Linked DNA regions of Mus musculus: region 2 is linked to region 1. A link is a contact called in public HiChIP or PLAC-seq data. All regions are on one chromosome and are shown on one strand. Each heading gives the region's core, a stretch centred on a gene start, on an enhancer-like site or on the middle of the called end of the contact. The rest is flanking DNA. Distances are from core to core; before and after follow the strand shown.

Region 1 (6,735 bases), core at 2,021-4,520:
AGGGAGATGGGCGCAAATCTTACGGAATATCACTCCTGACTGAGCTGGGGAGACCTAAAACCCTGCTCAGGGCCCTTAAGTAATTAAGAAAACAATACAAGACTGGGAAGCCTTTTGGTCATATACCTTCTTTTCAAAGGCCTGTTTCATTGTAATAGCATGGTGTTTAGAAGCACTCAGAATGTAACAAAGTAGCTGCCACTTTCTCAGATGTAGCTGCTGTGAATCAGCATTTACTTCAGTAAGCTACCTCAGGACAGCCCAAGGTTAGAAAAGTAACTCCCCCCCCCCCCACCATCATGCATTGCTCATTCCTACTGTGCATAGGCAAAAACTTGCTATAATCCCTCTAATTTATAATTTCTGTTCTGCATTACCAAGGCTGTAGCACAGGTCTGTCTAAGCCCACTTGATACTTGGTTAGCCATGCAAGAAAAAGACACCCCACACAAAATACACAAATAAATCCTACACGGTCTTACAAACTATTTTCTTACTTCCCTTCTTCCTTTCCCCACCCCGCCCCCCGTGCTCCCAACACCTCTCCTCTTTTGGTGGAGTCTCAGCCTTGGCTGGCCTAGAACCCTCGGTAGACCAGGCTGCTTCAGACTCGGGTCCTCCCGCCTCTGACTCCCTAGTGCTGGGGTTAAAAGCATACGTTACCATACCTGGCTTTATTTTTTTTTTCTCCTTTTAAAATAAGTTAGTTTGAGCCAGGCATGGTGGCACACGCCTTTAATCCCAGCACTCGGGAGGCAGAGGCAGGTGGATTTCTGAGTTCAAGGCCAGCCTGGTCTACAGAGTGAGTTCCAGGACAGCCAGGGCTACACAGAGAAACCCTGTCTCGAAAAACCAAAAAGTAAAGTTAGTTTGTTGGGCTTAGGGAGTGGCCCAGCAGTTAAGAGCTCAGGCTGCTCTTCCAGAGAACCCAGGTTTGATTCCCAGCCCCTGTCTTCAGACACACCAGAAGAGGGCATCAGATTCCATTACAGATGGTTGTGAGCCACCACGTGGTTGCTGGGTGATGTGTTAGAATAGCAGCTTGCGTCTGAACACAGCACACTAGGCCAAAACAGTCCCACATGTAAGAGGTTTATTGGGAGAGAGAGAGGCAAGGAAGGTGGCGGTGGAAAGAGAAAGGGGGTGGGGGGAGAGGGAGAGAGGGAGAGAGAGAGAGAGAGAGAGGTAGTCACAGGTAAAGGTGGGAGGTGAGCCCAGTGGATTCTGGGAATATGGTGACTGTTGTCTTGGCAACAGGTATGTAGGTTGCACTGTCATTTATGTGATGTCACAGGTTTCCAGAGGTCCTGATGCCAACACTGGGAATTGAACTCAGGAGAGCAGTCAGTGCTCTTAACCGCTGAGCCATCTCTCTAGCCCCGACCAAGTGGATTCTTTTATTTAGACAAAGGGAAGTGGCATGCGTCAGAACCATCTTTATTCCTAGTCACCTTTACTTCACTGGTCTCTGCTCTCTCAGCCTCCGTTTCCTTATAGTCTTCCCTTTCCTGGTCTTGACAATGCCACTCCCACTCCCGGCCCTTTAAGGCTGGCTTTACCCTTCCTTTAGCTCTTTGTATAGCAATATCTTTTCTTTATTTTTCTCTGAGTCTGTCAGTCTTCTGCTAGCAAGGCCATTTCACTCTGCAGGAGTGTTGTTTCTTCCATACCTGCTTCTTTGGACTACAACTGCATTCTCCCTTGATTCTGAGGCAATAGTCAAAAATAAGGCTGAAACAGTGTAGCCTGTAAACACAAACCCCTCATCTGCTCCCGTTCTACCTCCAAGTCAAGGACATAAAGACCCATTAAGTTATTTAGTAAGTTGGAAGTCTAGGCTGGGAAGATGTCGTCCACTCTAACCCTCCAGGCTACTGCTTAGCCACTCGGTTCTTTATCTTCCTTCTGAGCTTCTCCCTGGCTTGCTCTGCTCCACGTGAGTCCCCATGGCGAGTCCCTTGGTGACCTGCTCATCATGACATCTCCTGGACCCTCTGCCTCATGGCCACATCTTGGTCTGTCCACGAGGGCTCTCTAACCTCTTCTCCTCTAGTTAGGGTGTGGCTCAGCCCTTAGCACACACCTTTAATCCCAAACAATGAAAGTAAAGTTGGTTTGTAGAAGGAAGCACCCTTGTTTGAAAGTGGTGTTTAATTGAGTGGCAGACAAAGTGACGAATCAGAGAGATTTGCCAGAATAGAATACGCCCAGCTCTCATGAGAAGAGAAAGGAAAGGGAGGCTACTTCAGAGGAAAGTGCAGAAAAAGGAAAAAGAGGAGGAGGAAGAAGAAGAGGCAGTTTTCCTGGGAGAGCTTTACAGTGACAGGTCACAGAGAGAGGACACGGGTGAAGACAGAACAAGCCAGAGACTGAGAAGGAGCCAGAGGATTAGAACAGATTGCTAGAGTTAGTTTGAGGCCAAGCAGAGCAAAAAGTCAGATGTCAAGAGAGAAGTGGATTGAATCAGTCAGCTTGGAGAGGAGTTTGAGCCAGAACAGCTGAGTTGAAGCAGCCAGTCAGAGATCAGAAGGAACAAGGGAGGGTGAGCTTATTTAGCGGTAAGTGCCAGAGACTGACATGTCCTAGGCTTAGATAAGATTGTATGGCAGCTAGAAGCTTCCAGGACTAGGCCTAGGTTAGCAGACAGAGGCAGAAAGCCTCCAAGACAACCATGACTACAGGAGAATAAAAAATCACTTTAACATCTCTGTGCCCAGAAGTCAGCAGCATCTAGAATATACAGTGTGCAAGACCAAGCCCCAACCAAGGAGCCTGCATCAGTGACTTGTGCACCACTGTAGCAGAAGCAGCTGTCAGAGCAACCTAAGGCAGGAAGGATGCTCACCGTCTTAGAGATGTCGGCAGAGATGTGTAGAATCAGAGCAGCTCACATCGTGGTGGCCAGGGACCAGACAAAGGGAGCATAGGAGGGACCCAGGGCAAGATATAGCCCCAAGTGCACACCCCGGGGACCCAACTCTTCAAGTAGGCCCCGTCTCCCAATTGTGTCATAAGACTATGGCTCCATCGTTTGGTCAGAGATGACCTGTTAATCTAGTCAGAATCCTTGTGATCTAATCACATCTAGAAGTGTCTTCTGGTGACACCTCCACGCATATTCTCTTGGCTTTTTCTCAAGCCAAACAAGTGACAAGATTAACCACCCCAGAGCTGGGGAGATGGCTTCGTGGTTAGCAGAGCTGGGGAGATGGCTTCGTGGTTAGCAGAGCTGGGGAGATGGCTTCGTGGTTAGCAGAGCTGGGGAGATGGCTTCGTGGTTAGAAGCACTTTACTTTTTTCCGGAGGACCCACGTGACCTACAACTGTCTGTAACTTCAGTTCTAGTGAGAGGCCAAATCTTGTAAGTTCAGACTCCATTTTAGAGACCCTGACCTGAGTTTGAACTCAGGTAAACTGACAGGCTGGTACCTAGCATGAGTTTCCAAGTTGCCCCCCAACAAAACCCGAGCCTAGCTCTAGTCTCTAGGGTAATCCCCAACAAGACCAGCATTTCCAGGTTATTCCCCCAACAAACCTGCACCCCCAGGTTACAAGCCCACCCCCTGCCTAACGACCACCAATGCAGAGGGGAGCAGAATCTAAGTTTATGATGTGACTCCCAGCACCAGCCAATTATGCTAAAGGCCACAGGAGCTTGCCAATGAGATGCTTGCACACACACTCCCTGCTTGCTGCTTACTCTAAAGTCTTGCTTCATAGACATTCGGGGCTCCCCCACTACCAAAACCATCCTGAGTGATGGTGGTGCATTGGGGAGGCCTGAGCTAGCTCGAATAAAGACCCTGCTGTGAGTTACATCAGATTGGCTCCTGTCTGGTTTTTTTGGGGGGATCACTAACACTTCCCTGGCACAACACTATGGGGTCCAGTGCCCTCCTCTGACCTCTGAGATCATCAGGCATGCACATGGTGCACAGACATGTCTGAAGGTGAAATACCTATACTCATATAATTTTAAAAAATAATAAAAATAACAAAATTAATGATTATAAATCCCTTTGGGTGTGTCGAGGATCCTGTAGCCCAGTGGTTATCAGCCTTGGGGGTGGGCCAAGCAATCCTTTCACAGGGGCTAAATATCAGATATCAGACAGCCTGCATACCGGATATTTACATTGTTATTATCAGATGTTACATTACATCAGATTCATAACAGTAGCAAAACTAGTTATGAAGTAGCAACAAAATAATTTTATGTTTAGGACTCACTACACAGAAGGACGCCTAAGGAAGTGTATTAAAGGGTCACAGCGTTAGGAATGCAGAGGTCTGCAGCTGTCGCTGTTTTTGAGACCCGATCTTGCTGTGTAACCCTGCTGGTCTGGGGCTTGTCATGTGGCCCCGGGTGACCCCTAAGCCTACATTTGTCTTCTTGCCTTGGCCTCTCGAGCCCTGGCACGAACTGCAGCTCTGTTTCCTCTTGGTGAGAAATCTAGGTTTCCATTCCTCTTTCACAACGGACTTTCTGTTATGGCTATGTCTTCAAAATTTCCATCTACATTTTTTTTTTTAACACTGAGAGAATTCCAGGAACCTGAACAGAGCAGCTGGGCCCCGTGCCCTGTACTTCTTGCCAAGCCTGCCGACGGAATGCGGAGGGTGACTTTTGCTGTGCGTGACAGTGACCACACCATCTGTCTCTAGCCGTGTCTCTCCTGAACTATTCACATTTCACAAACGTGACTAAGTCACTTGTGCGTCATCCTTTTTGCACATTGCCCTCCCGGCTTTAAACAGTAACAACAGCAGAATTGCAGAGAGCGGAGACTTACCTGAGTACTTGGTCCTTATGGCTGAATGCCTCCCATTAGTCCCTCAGGAATGGTCTCTCGAGGGTGGTGGGGGTGGGTGGGTGGGTGGGGGTGGGTGGGTGGGTGGGGCAGTTCAACAGCTGATATTTGCTCCATCCCCAAGGCAGGGTGGCTTAGTACTGGTCTGGCACACAGAGGTCCAGAAGGTTCCTGGGGAGCTGTTGGTACCTAGTCTTGATGACAACTTATAAATACTGATTCTGACATCAGAGAGAATCATCCGTATCCCAGGCAAACAAACTCATGGCGAGAGGGAAGGCCAGAAGGAACAAAGGGGAGATAACGTCCTACCAAAACAACCTTTTTATCGGAGCTGCTACCAGGCCCACCCACAATCAGGGGAGGGCCTTCCCACACCAGTCAGATCAACTTCTTCAGAACATGTCTTCAGGCGAGGCTCCGTATTCGGTGATTCTAATCTGCGACAAGTTGACATTAAAACCAACCATAATATTTTTATTTTATAGATTCAGAATTAGCATCTATAGTAATATGTGCGTAAACTCGACACTGGTGGATTTATATAGGGAGAAGAGAGTAATTAGATTAAATTTTGAATAAGAATCTAATTCTGGAGCTGGAGAGATGGCTCAGTGGTTAAGAGCACTGGCTGCTTTTCCAGAGGTGCCCAGTTTCCCAGCAACCACAGGGTGGCTCACAACTATCTGTAATGTGATCTTTTGCTCTCTTCTGGCTTGCAAGCATACATGTAGGCGGAACATTGTATACATAATAAATAAATAAATAGGTCTTAAAAAAGAGAATCTAATCCTGTCAGTTAATAGTCAGATTGTTCTATGAGTGGACTAAATTCCTTTTATCACGGCACGTTTAGTCCTGTCATCAGGAGGCAGAGGTAGGCAGGTCTCTGAGTTCGAGGCAAATCTATTCTACAGAGCAAGTTCCAGGACAGCCAGGGCTACACAGAGAAACCGTTTCAAAAGCAAAAGCAAAAAAAAAAAAAAAAACCTAAACAAACAGAAAAATCTTTCACCTCCTCTAAGGCCAGGAAGCCTCACTTAAATTTCCATTTGTGGTAAACAATCACAAAGTAAGGATGTTGGAAGCGTGTTCATAACTCAAGGACTGCCTGTGCCTGTAGCTCAGAGGCAGAGCACACATGTGCCATGGGACTATCTATCCCTAACGCCGGGGAAGAAAGCAATGCGAGCCCACCCACGGAAGTACAGAATCCGCGTTCTCAAGACAATGTGCTGAGAAGCGGAAGTGCACAAAATGGGAACTGAGAGAGAAATGAAAAGCGTCTGCTTGTGCTTTAGAGAATGAATTCATTAACACCCCCCCCTCTTTATTTTAAATAAAAAATAAAACAGACTCTGGGCAAGTCCCACGCGATGCTGTATTCCAGGCTAGGGAAATAGGAAAGTAGCGCCTGGGCCAAAGGTGTCCAGTGCGGGAGCAGAGAACAGCCACAGGATAAATGTGCTTATATTCCCTGTACTATAATGGCTTTGCAGGAACTTGGAAAGCAAGAGAAAGCCCAGGGGAGTTACTCTGGATCTGGTTACTGAGTCTCTGGGACAAGGCAGATAGTGAAGTGTCCTGCTGACTGCGTAGGAGGCAGAAAAAATTAGCCTCCATTATAACCTATTCTTGAAAGCAAAGCTTACAGGTCCTGGGACCACAGAATCGGGGATAACACTTGCTAATGATCCAGGTGACCACTGGGACGCCTTTTATTATGGAGCCGATGCTGGTGAAACGTCAGAGACGGTTAATAAACACAACTCTACAATGCGGATAGTCTGAGAGTTAAGAGTGCGCCAGGCTTCCCATTGTAAACAGTTCCTCTAGGGACCATGGTGGATGTTCAGCACAACACATGGGGTCAGCAGGGGCTGGAAACAGTTGGCTTCTGTGGACCGTGCAGTGGCGTGCTCCC
Region 2 (6,735 bases), core at 2,407-4,906, 450 kb after region 1:
CACAGCCCAGGAACCCACCCATCATAGGTCATAGGTGGCATCACCAGCTACTCACATCAAGCTGTTTCTCACTACCCTCAAGTCTCCAGTTCTTCCTCTCTTCATTGTGCCCATATCGTTCTGTTTCTCTGTCTCTTCCATTTCTCCAGCCCTTACTTGCTCCTCTTAGTGGCATCTGTGGTCTCTGAGTGTCTGGGGGTCGATTCAGGAGTGATTATGGTGCTGGGCAGGGCTCATCTTAAGCATGATCTGTCCTGTCCTCCCCCCAGGCCTGGGGGTGGCAGACTGGTGTTCATCACAGGCTAGCTTCCTATCTGGACTCCTTGACATCAGTCTGTGGTGGTCATTTCTGGCTCATTCCTCTACTGGCCCACCCAAGTGGCCATCTGTCTAGGCTCATTCCCACCTGGGGCCCGTGGCCCCTGGCAGTGTTCTCCTAGTCTCTGGCTTGCTTCCTGTCCAGGCCCTTGGTGCCAGTTTGGTGGCTGTCCCAGGGTCTGTGTTTTCAGGGAGTATTAAGCGTCTAATCATTCAGATGTCCACAGGTCAGAACCCTGAACACAGACATGGCCCTGTCCTATCTGCCACCTACTGACACACACGGGACACAGCAGCCACACCTGCATCACCTCTAGGCTTTATGGTATGCGGCATCTTACCTTCAAGGCTTTGAACTTGAAGGGCATTGAGCTCTGTCAGACTTGCGTTTGCAGCTGTGGGGACGATAGTGAGATACTACGTCTTGCTTTCTGCTTGTGAGTGATTGTGTTCCCTGACATGTGTGTCAGCCTTGCATCACTGGAGTAAAACCATGGTCTACACTGTTCCTATTGTGTTGAGTTTTCTTTGGAACTTATTTAGGATTTTTACATCTATGTTCATCAAAGGATTTGGTTTATTTTCACTAAAGGTAGGTGGATCTTAGTGAGTTCAAGATTAGGCTCATCTACAAAGCAAGTTCAGGAAAGCCAGGGCTCTTTCACACAGAGAAATCCTATCTCAAGAAACAAAACAAAATAGAAAAAAAATTTTGGTTTATCATTTTCTTATTGTGTCCTTATCCAGTTGTCTCAGGGTAGTACTGGCTCTATAGAATGAGTTTGAAAGGTTGCTTTCCTATTTGTGGAATAGTTTGAAGAGCATTGGTATTGGTTCTTAAGTCTGGAAGGATTCTTGGTCAATGTCTGGTCCTGGTTTTCTATGTCAGGAGACTTTGATTAGTGCTTCAGTATCATTATTGATCTGTCTAGGTTATTGTTGTACTGCATTCAATTTTGTTAGGTCATATAAATATCTAAAAATATATACATTCCTTCTGGATTTTTCCAGTTTATTGGAATGCATACATGTTTTGAAAATTTTGCTCTTTTTTTTCTTTTTGTGTATTTTGTCTTGTTTTTAGAGACAAGGTTTCTCTGTATAGCCCTGGCTGTTCTGTAACCACGCTGCCCTCAAACTCAGAGGTCCACCTGCCTCTGCCTCCTGAGCTAGGACTGAAGGTGTGCACCACCACTGCCCACTGGAAATAGTGTTCTCTTTCTCTCCCTCTCTTCAGTGACATCCAACTGTAGTCATTCTGCGTGCGCACAACAATTCTGATTTTCCTTTAGGTCGCTGTGGGGCTGTGCTGTCTCCATGGCAGCCCTTACTCCCTGACGTGGGATCTCCCAGGTGAACTCACAAGTCACCCGCACACCCAGTCTGCCTAGCTAGATTGCTCCAGGAATTCCATCTCCACCTTGTGAACACTGGAGTTCTAGGCAGGCTGCCGTCTATTCCCCAATGGCGTTTAGCTGGTCCTGGGGAGCCAGAGCCCATCCTCGGCTCTGTCTGCTCTCAGCCTAGAACGGATCTCTTTATGGTTTTATTTGGGAGGAGCAGCCTTTTCTTGGAGGCTCATCCTCATATCACCCAGAAGGGAAAAATCAAGCTGCCAAGACAGCAGCGACACAGAAGCAAAACAAAGACAAGAAACAGTGAAGGACAGTCACTAGGCCACGGACATAGGGAGGGAGGGAGGGAGGGAGGGAGGGAGGGAGGCAGCAGCAGTGTAGAATACACTGGGAACTTAAAAGTTAGTAAAGGTAAACATGAGAAAAACTGAAGAGTTAAAACAAAGGAGTCTAGGAAAGAAAAAAGGAAGAAAGAAGCAAGGGTACAGGAAAAGAGTAATTTACAGAAAACAAAGACATTTAACATTTTCCTACTGTCGGGGGTCAGAGATAAGACTTGAGTCCTACTCTCTGGCCAGTAATTAAATCCTGCCGCTCCAGAACTTTATTCTACAGGATCCCGACCCCTTGGGACCTCTGTCCACCAAACGCTTGCTTAGTTTTTCCTTTTGTTTTAATCGTTTAGCTGTCAACTGTCAGGAGATTGGAGTGGTCATACTTCACAATTGAAATGTCTATGACAGTGCAGCAACAGTGAAAGGCTCGGGAAGGGAAACATTAGTGCCTGCTTACTTTCAGAATTGGTTACTTAGTTCATTCTGCTTTTACTAAGCCTTTACAATCACACAAAATGGTAGTGCTTCTATTGAATATGTCCTCTAATGCATTTTGTGAAAATGAGTGGCTGAGAAAAGCAAAGAAGCCGTGTCTGTTGGTGAGCCCAGCATGGCTGTGTGTAGAGTGGATGCTTGCACTTGCAGGAGGCCTTGTCTCCCTCCCTGTGACCTCCTTTTTTCTGCTCGTCCTTGATGTTAAGACTCCTGAGTGCACCAAGCACCTTCCTGTCTTAGGCTCGGTGTTTGTGTATACACAGCCTTCTACTCCCCATCTGCTTCCTCCCTTAGTTGAGGTTTCTGCTGAAAGGTCATCTTAGAGAGATTGTGCCTCTTCTTGCTCTTTGCCTCCATCACTTTTATCCCCCTTGTCCTTTAAGTTTCTTCATGCCATGAACAAGTTTTTGATTGACAGTCTTTGTAATAACTATAATATAAACTTCACAAAAGCTGGCAATTTATTTTATTCAGTTTGTGAGTCTCAAATGACTAGAGCACAGTAGATGTTCAGTTCAGTGAGTAAATTCTACAGATTATATGCTTTTTTTTTTTAAATACTAAATTGAGACTTAGAGAAAAATAAGTGAATGGTGGAGATAGAAGCCATCTTTAAAGAGTCCTTGCACCTGTGTAGAATAAGGAGCTGTTTGCAGGATACCTCTGATGGCAGTTGGCTGTATGCTTCTCTCCTCAGGACCTTTGTAATCAGCATCAGCACTCAAGGGGTTATTCAGCATTCTAATTTACAAGTCTTATTTTTGTACTCCTTATCATCTGAGTGATTAAATAATTGCTTCTGACTTTCTGGTTTCCTAGTCAATACCTTCTCAGCACTGTTAGCCCACCGTGGTTTTCCACAGCATGCTATCTCTGAAAGCTGAGTCTGCTTGTCATCTCCCACGCACAGTCATTAATGCATGATATTTCCCTATCTTCAGGACTGCTAGAGCTTTGGCAGAAAATCTGAGATCTACATGCCGATTTGAGAAGTGTGTTTAAGATCTTTTCTCTCTCTCCCTTACAGACAGTTCAAGAAGAAGAGAAGGAGATCTACAGACAGCTGCTGCAGATGGTCACAGGGAAGCAGTTCTGTGTAGCGAAACCCACCACACATTTTCCGTTACGCCTGTGAGTCACGAACGCATCTTTCGTATGAACGTAACTGTACAGTTTGCTACTTGATATTGAAACTGCACTCTTCTTTTACTAGGTCTCGGTGTCTTAGTTCCAATAAGAACTCTTTGAAAGACTCGCTGTTGAGAAACGGAAACTCTTGTGCATCTCATGTCATTGGTTCTGATACGTCATCCTCTGGATCTGCCAGCATTTTAACTGCACAGGAGCAGTTGTCCCACAGTGCACATTCCCTGTCATCTGGTACCCCAGATGTTGCCTTTGGATCCAAAGACTCTGATCCTCACCATCACCTCGCTGCACCTCATCAGCCAAATAGCTTACCAGCATCAAATACACAGTCCGAAGGTAAATAATACTAACAGCCAGGTAACTCTTCATTGGATCTGTTGTAGGCAAAACTGTAGTACATATAACTCAGTACATAATAGATTTTAATTGAATACATGTGATCCAGGTAGCTAAGCCGTGCTAACACCAAGCCCAGGTCAGATTCGTTCCTCTCTTCCCTCCTTTCTCTTCCCTCTCCCCCTCTCTTGCTCTTTAAAGGATGCTCCTTTCTCCTACGCACCCATGACTTGCTATACTATTTGATTTATTTCTAAAGGGCTCTTACTATGTATGTGCCCTGCCTGCTTGGCACTTGCTATGTGGTAGGCTGGCCTTGAACTCGTGCCAGTCCTCCCCAGAGAGCTGGGATTACAGGATCCTCTACCATGCTAGGCTAAATGTTTTAACTTCCTGAGAAGAGTCAAAGCTCACTCAGCCCAGCTGCTTCAGGGATTGCTTTTTGTTTCTCTTACTTTATAATGCACGTGGGAGGTTCTCTGCAGTTCTGTGGACTCTCAAACATTAATCAAGTATTTATCGTATACCCCTTAATTTTGATAGATGCTTCAAAATTCAGAGTTTAAAGACATTTTGGAAACGAGTCTCCTGCCTGACTTTGAGCTAACCCAAATACCTGGCCTAAGCCTTGGTGCTGGTAAAGACTCTGTGATGTAGTTAATCCTCATTTTTAAATATGTCTTCAGATTATAATGGAAAACAAGTTTTAAATTAAGTGATTAGATAGTAGGACTCTTTGGACATACACAGCACCTATCTCCTTTCTCAGTTCATTTGATTTTCTATTGTTATTTTCTATTATTATTACTATTACTATACTCACTGTCTGAAAATTTTTACTTGGGGATTCAACTTTTGGTGATATCACTATTTAACTACACATTATTTATATTACATTTTATGAAGTAATTTATTGAGAATACTCTTAATTTCCAAAAATCTAAAATTAAAAAATTCTTCAACCTCAGAAATACCTATCATGTAGTAGGATTCTGAGATGGAGCTAGACTGGAACAACGTGTGGCATAGCATTGGCCGTGCCCTAGTATAAGTGAGGGCGGAGTCCCAGCACTGGAGAAGGTCAGGAGCCCTGCCCTCAGTGAGTGTTCAGAGACACGGGGGAAAATCTGTACATCCATATGGGGTCTATAAGTCTGCCTGTGTCGTTGTCGTCTTCCCTTTTTAACCCTAGTTTAGTATGTGTTATATTATGAACTCAAGACTTAAAAATTGTGCCATGTCTTGTTCCCTAGAGACAGGAGGAGGGAACACAGAGTAGGCACAGTCTATGGGTAGATGCTGATGGACAGATGTGCTTGTGCCTCTGATGGCTCTTATTTGTGAGGCACAGTGGAGCTGCTCCTCTCTCTTCCATCTTAACTGTATGCTTAGGCTGGCTGCTGTTTGCCCTATGCTTAATGTTCTGCCGTCGACGTATAACATGACACCATGTAGACGCTTCAACTTAAATGAGAACTGGTAAGTGCTCAGTTTTACCATAATGAAATGCTCTTGTGTTTCTCTATTTAGGGTCAGACTCTGTGATTTTACTTAAAGTGAAAGAATCTCAGACTCCAGCTTCCAGGTAAATCTAGGGAAAGGGTCAGTGGCCATCCCCACTCCACCCCTTTACTGACAATAACATAGTATAAACATCTCTTTCATGTGTTTTTCAAATTATTTTAGTGACTTCCTGTTGTCTTTCCATCCAGCCTTCCTTCTCTTCCTTCTTCCTTCCTTTATTTTATTTATTTATTTTTTTTCTTTTTGTTTTTTCGAGACAGGGTTTCTCTGTGTAGCCCTGGCTGTCCTGGAACTCACTCTGTAGACCAGGCTGGCCTCGAACTCAGAAATCCACCTGCCTCTGCCTCCCAAGTGCTGGGATTAAAGGCGTGCGCCACCATACCCGGCTCCCCCTCTTCCTTCTGTCTTGCACCATCCCAAGTAGTCCATGCTCTGCCCGCCATGCTGCAGCCACAGTTAGCTTTCTAACATTCATATCTGATCAGTAAAGAGATTTAATAGCCAGTCAGTTAAATTACCTGAAGGATACCTCATTAAGGCAGAATGCCTTAGTGCGATATAGAAGAACTCCTTCACATATACGTCTTACATTCTTCCCTTTAGTGAGTCTTTATTGAGACCCTGTGGTGGTTCGGGTATTGGTAGAGACATCAGACATCAGCAGTGACTAAGACTTCCTGTTCTCAGGGAGCTGCATTTTATATAAGGTTACAGATTAGTAGTGAACAAAAGTGGTGATTATCAGTGTTGTGAAGAAAAATGAAGTAAGAGACACTAGGGTTACTTAAGGTGGCTGGGACAAGTCTGTGATCAAATGCAGCTGATGGAAGTCAAAGGAGCTAGATTTGTTTGGTGGCTTTATTGTTGTTTTGGGTTTTTTTTGGGGGAGGGGGTGAGGCGTTGCTTTTTGTTTGACTTAGTTTAGTTTGGTTTGGTTTGGTTTGGTTTTTTGTTTGTTTGTTTGTTTGTTTGTTTTTCCCCCGAGCAGAGTTTCTCTGTGTATCCTAGGCTGTCCTGGAACTCAGAGAGATTTGCCTGCCTGCCTCTTCCTCTATAGTGCTGGGATTAAAGGCATGTGCCACCACTGCCCAGCAGGAGCTATGTTTGTAAATAGGTCCTTTTGTATATCTTGATATACTAGACTTGTTTGTCTGTAAATATGATATATGTTTTTGTCTCAACATCATGGTTTCTCTGTGATGCTGGTGTGAGTCTAAGTTTGA

The links. HiChIP or PLAC-seq counts read pairs in DNA pulled down with a chosen protein or histone mark.
Region 2: an H3K27ac HiChIP or PLAC-seq map of regulatory T cell precursor shows a contact between it and region 1, with 5 times the contacts expected there. The contact joins two enhancer-like sites. A contact is called at or near these places in 11 of 39 promoter capture datasets (the C10 cell line, cranial neural crest, embryonic stem cells and 6 more), 1 of 15 datasets of contacts at CTCF or cohesin (pro-B cells), 2 of 484 Hi-C or Micro-C datasets (the P5424 cell line and granulocyte-monocyte progenitors), 5 of 115 datasets of contacts at active chromatin or transcription factors (bone marrow-derived macrophages, embryonic stem cells, epiblast stem cells and 2 more) and 1 of 9 other capture datasets (embryonic stem cells).

Annotation. Positions count from the first base shown.
Region 1 is chr15:98,510,821-98,517,555 of GRCm38.p6, reverse strand. No RefSeq gene overlaps it. Among named protein-coding and RNA genes, the nearest start is that of Snora34, 5.6 kb to the left of the region's middle. Within about 2 kb of position 3,270, at least 95 of the 459 cell types and tissues checked have an H3K27ac peak or open chromatin away from gene starts, as enhancers often do. A contact at or near this core is called in the P5424 cell line and regulatory T cell precursor, where this site is marked.
Region 2 is chr15:98,063,657-98,070,391 of GRCm38.p6, reverse strand. It overlaps Senp1 (SUMO1/sentrin specific peptidase 1), which reads left to right. Exons shown (of 18, transcript NM_144851.5): 7 at 3,531-3,634; 8 at 3,717-3,988; 9 at 5,519-5,573. Gm25668 (a small nucleolar RNA gene) reads right to left here and starts at 638; the gene lies at 512-638. Within about 2 kb of position 3,656, at least 23 of the 459 cell types and tissues checked have an H3K27ac peak or open chromatin away from gene starts, as enhancers often do. A contact at or near this core is called in the P5424 cell line and regulatory T cell precursor, where this site is marked.